Regions from separate parts of the Arachis hypogaea genome. Here region 1 is linked to region 2. The links are chromatin contacts, called in public Hi-C maps. All regions are on one chromosome and are shown on one strand. Each heading gives the region's core, a stretch centred on a gene start, on an enhancer-like site or on the middle of the called end of the contact. The rest is flanking DNA. Distances are from core to core; before and after follow the strand shown.

What was found. Hi-C and Micro-C count contacts between places; a contact is called where the count stands out from the background.
Region 1: a Hi-C map of an unstated tissue shows a contact between it and region 2, with 5 times the contacts expected there. The contact joins the enhancer-like site here to the promoter of LOC112765475 in region 2. A contact is called at or near these places in 3 of 8 Hi-C or Micro-C datasets (leaf and an unstated tissue).

Annotation. Positions count from the first base shown.
Region 1 is chr17:126,839,235-126,841,934 of arahy.Tifrunner.gnm2.J5K5, forward strand. No RefSeq gene overlaps it. Among protein-coding and RNA genes, the nearest start is that of LOC140181063, 4.0 kb to the right of the region's middle. Within about 2 kb of position 1,262, at least 1 of the 3 cell types and tissues checked has open chromatin away from gene starts, as enhancers often do.
Region 2 is chr17:126,695,400-126,698,099 of arahy.Tifrunner.gnm2.J5K5, forward strand. LOC112765475 (general transcription and DNA repair factor IIH subunit TFB4) reads left to right here and starts at 1,267. Exons shown (of 11, transcript XM_025811374.3): 1 at 1,267-1,486; 2 at 1,562-1,650; 3 at 1,737-2,019; 4 at 2,190-2,236; 5 at 2,629-2,666. The coding sequence starts at 1,456.

The DNA of each region.
Region 1 (2,700 bases), core at 12-2,511, 140 kb after region 2:
TTGATAATTAAGTGCTTGATGGATTTCTCAACGTATGATACACACACACTTACATGTATGTCTACTAGAGGGGGGAAAATTATGGAGTTGTCATTTTTGTCTCTTTTTTTTTTTCACTTTTCTTTTACAGAAAAGGAAGTTAAGACATAAAAAGATTAAATGCATCAATCTATGTTTAAATTAAAGAGGATAGAAGAAAGTTTTGTATAATGGGTTCCGTGTAGTTATATATTTCATGTTTTTTTGGTGACTTATATATTTCATGTTTGTGTACGTAGTATTATTATTACTATTATTTGAGGAAAAAAAAAAAAACTCCTGTATACTTTCTCTTCATGCCATTATTAAGTCCCCCCGCCTCCCGATTCTTTTTTCATAAAATTTTATAAGAAAAATGGTTAGAATATCATTAAAATTTATCATTTTTTATTATTATTTTTAGTTATTAATCTATTTTTTTTAATTTAATAATTTAATAACATATATAATTTAGTTCAAACTTTTAAACATCAAAAAATGTTATTGGTATACCAAAATTAATTAACCACTAATATAGTTGTGTATAAATACATATGTAGTTTAAATTTTTAATGTGTATTTGTATTCTAACATGTATTTTATATTGGTAACTAACTTTGATGGTTGATTTTGGTATACATATATTATAGTCGTTTAAACATTAATAACTAACTAATAACTAAAAATAATAAATTCTAATAGTCTTCTGGTATTTTTCATTTTATAATATTCAATTGCTAAAATTTCGTAACGTTGCATTAACTAAGAAGACTTTAGTTAGAAAAAAAAAAACTTGTACAATTGCAGACTTAGTTAAAAATGCTCAAACCATAAAGATTTGATTAAAGTTGTGGTAGTATGACACTCCTTGGCATAAAAATATTAGTGTACTTTCATTAACACGTATAATAATGCATGATGATTACGATGATCTATGATAATGAATTAATGATTAATGATGGTATTATTATATTCACTTATCTACGAATAATGTGCATTCACGAAAAGATTACAAGTTAAGCTGAAATTATTTTTGGATTCATTGGTGCAATTTGGAGCAGAGACATGGCCCGGGAATCAAAGTTGGTGGTTTCGTGTTTGGATTCCATGAAGCAATCAGGTTTAGGTTGGTGGAATCCCACCATACGAGAGGGATGAAATGAATTCAAGCACTTAGCAAAATAATAAATGTAAAACAAATACAATTTGCTATATGGTGGGGCTAAAGGAACCCATGCCACACTCTAGCTAGATCTCTTTTTCTAATCTCAATTCTAACACTATATGTCTATATTGTTATTTCTACATATAATATATATATGATTAATATATAAATAACTTAGGTATTATATATGATTAAGATACATATAATAAAATGAGTTTTTATGGGTTTTTTTTTTTTTTTTTTTTGCCTATTATATCTCTCAGTCCCAGAAATTAATCTATTTTATTATTGACTAATGGATTATTACATATATAAAGTAAAATTCAAACTTCGACACTTATTTAAAGGAATAAGTAAACTGATCGCTCGACTAATCCAAATTAGTTAATTGAATTTCCATGATTGATTTTTTTAATTTACTATGATTATTATTATCTCCAATAATAATATACATATTTATTATTGAGAATCCGTTGTCAACTACACTAACTAGTGGCCAGTGTTCAATCTTCAACCATCTTCAGCTTTCTTAATTAATATTTTGTTCAAAATCTAAAAATCCTTACCAACACATGTTATGCTGCATATTATATGATTAAGTTTGCATCTCTTATAAAATTATTTATCCTCAAAATTTAAATTAATAAAAAAAATAACATAAATAATGACATCGTTCTTTATATTTCAAAATCTGGTTAAATTTTCCAGCGAATAATAACAGAAATCATATTCATATTCATATTCTTCCACCCAATAAAGGTATATATATATATATAGATTGCTGGCTTGTATCCATCCGTCGCAAGTCAAATCATTGTTGACAATTAGAAGGGATCTCATTTTTTTTTTTCGTACAGTTATTTAAAGTTGTGGAACCTGCAGAGTATATATATAGTGGAAAAATTTTAAGTGTATCTAGGAACACTAATGTTTCAGTTATTTTAACCGTTAATTTCAATTAATATATATTATATATATTTTTTATAATTTAGATTAACGGTTAAAACAATTGAAACACCGTATTTCCGGTACACTTAAAACTCTATATATATATATATATATATATATATATATGCCGGCATATTAATTAGTAGTACTACTTGCACTTGTCATTCTTTTTATGGTAGGCGATTTTGGTTTGGATTTTATTTCTGAATTGAACTAATATGTGATATATATATAATATTTTGTTAAATTGAACTAATTCAACTGAATTAGTTCGACTAGTTTATTTTTTACTTATCCGCTTGTAATTAATTTTTTTATTATGAATTAAATTAGTCTAATAATTAATTTTGAATTAATACAAACTAATTCATTCTAGTATTGAGAACCATAACTTATCTATTTTAAATAAAATTTAAAGGAAAATAGATTTTTTTCAAATTTTTCTCTCATGAGATATTGGAAAGTATAAGTGTAAAACATATAAGAGATAATATTATTATTAATGCAATAGGAATCGAATAATTAATAATAATCTTGTCTAGTGGAATTGGCTATGACAAAATCGAAAC
Region 2 (2,700 bases), core at 17-2,516:
GACTAACTACCTTTTTGTTTAAAACTTTGGTTATATGGAATGAAAGTATGGTACTTAAATTTAAGTACGTCTGATTTTATTTCATTTCTAATACAACTTTTCTCTATCAGCAAATACTCATCATTCACCTACTCATCGTTCATTGCTTGTCCTAGCACTTACAGATTAGTGTTGCATAAACAAAAGCTAACACTGTAATTACTTATTCAACTATATAACATAAGATAAAATCTTCCTCAATCTACCTAAATCCTACCTACAAGAACACATATCATAAATCCTAGAATGAAAAAGAACACAGGACTGCAGCACCCAAACCATCGTCTATTCTCAACGGCATTCTTGTTCTTCTTCTCAAATACATCAAGCAATTCTTTCAGCTTCTTCACCTTCTCCGCAAGAGCATCATCATCTTCTCCACCATGACCATCACATTGAAATACCCTATCAAACCACACAAAAAAATCACAGTGGGGAGTTTTCTCCTACCCATACAGATAGAAGGGTTTAGGGTACAACATTATCAGAAATAATGTTTTGCATACAAAAAAAGTTTAAAATCATCGATACATTACCTTCAAAAAAGGACAGCCAAAGAAAGGTCTTTTCATATTTTTCTCCGTTTCAAACTCTACAATTATGGCATAGACTCTGTAATGACATCTCGAATTTTTCTTCTGGCGACTCTGAACCTACCACCGTGGGCAGAACCACTGCTAACACTTCCGTCACCACTAGCTTTAACTCGCCGCTGATATGAACTTCCACAACTTTTTCCGGTTGTCATTGTTAACAACTATAGCTTTCGATAATTTAGGGTTTTGGCAAGAGGAAGAAGAAGAATTTGATTTCACACGTCGTTTCATGGCTATATGCAATTTTTCATTGTCGTTTTTGTACAATTCAACATAGGGACCACTTTATCTGCTTTTTCACGTGTCACTTACCATTTGTGTCATCAACTCAATGTGACACGTTGGACTTCGCCGTTAGACTTTAACATACCAATCTAACGGAAGGATCATTTTGTCTGACACCAGAAAACATTAAATACTAACGGAGTGATTAATTTTAGTTGAGAACTAAAACATCCACTTTAAAATTTTTTAGAGACCAATTTAAATAAATACTCTTAATAGAATAACATCACATATCTATTATTTACTATCATAGACAGAAATTAATTAATCCAAAATCAAAATCTTCAATTACCTAATTATTACCTTACTCAAAGATTATTTATACACTATTGTTAACTACTAAATTGTAATTAATTTTATACTGTTATATCGTATACCTAAAATTAAAATACACTCGGAAAGACGCTTCCGTTAATTGGGTCATAAATTGTCTTAGATAGTAACCATTAACCAAGGACAATCTGAGAGTTGAGACATTTTATGTGGGCGGAGTGCGGCTGAGTAAGTGGCGGTGGCAGTGTGTGAAAGTGGAAGCATGCCTTCTGCTCCTTCAAAGCTCTATTCAGGTTCGTACTGTGCTTTCACCTGCCCTTCCAATTCCATTCATTTTCTGATCCCTTTCTTCATTCAATCCGTTGCAGATGACGTCAGCCTCCTCGTCGTGACGCTAGACACCAACCCTTTCTTCTGGTCCACTTTCTCCTTCCCTTTCTCCGAGTTCCTCTCTCATGTAACCAACTTCATCCTCTTCCTCTCATAAACCCTAGACCCCCTTCCCTTCCGTTTTTCCCCCTAATTCTTTCTTTATTTTTTCAGGTGCTTGCGTTTCTCAACTCGATCCTGCTTCTTAGTCAGCTCAATCAGGTTGTGGTTATCGCCACTGGCTGCAATTCCTGCACCTACCTCTACGATTCTTCTTCCGATAAGAACCATGGCTCCACCACCGGTTCCATGCCCTCCCTCTACTCCGATTTGCTGCACAATCTCGAGGTTTTCCTAGCTAAGGACCAGCATTTGGCAAAGCCCAGGGATAATGCTGCAGGTGGAGGAGCTCCTCCTCCTTCGCTCCTTTCGGGATCCTTGTCCATGGCGCTTTGTTGTATCCTCTTCCAGTCATTGCATTCAATGCTTCTTTTAGTTATGAAAATGTCTTATTTTAAATGATTAGGGTAGAAGTTTAGTTATGTATTACTTCTGATATCTAAGAATTTTCACTATGGACTTGTAAGTTTATTGTGAGATTTTTGCTTGACCTGATTTGCTATTCAGATATACAGAGAGCTTTTCGTTCGGGACCCATTCATCCTCAGCCTCGGGTGTGTATATATACATTCTTATATGCTTGCCTAATGCCTGATCATGAGTGTGTTCTTAGATAGAGTTTTATACTGCACTTGAATGTAATGGGTTGCTATTAATCAAGTGTGATCGGCTTAGTAATATCTTTTTGTTTTAGTGGGCATGTGTTTTAGTTGATATTGTATTACCAGAAATGAGAGGGAAAGACCTAAATAAAGATCATTCCAAGTTATAAATGAGTTGTGAAATCTAGTTTATTCTGAACTGGTATAAATCGTAGAATGAGTATTGAGATATGATTCACCTGTTCTTTTATTTTATTTGCGTGTTTCGGCTTTATTTTACCATTTTGTTAAAGATTTGCAGATTTTGACTAATAAATTTCATGTATTTGCTAATTTATGAACAGATTTTGTGCTTACAAGGATCTGCTGATGGACCAGAACAGTATGCTCCTCCTGATCTTTATATTTTATTATTT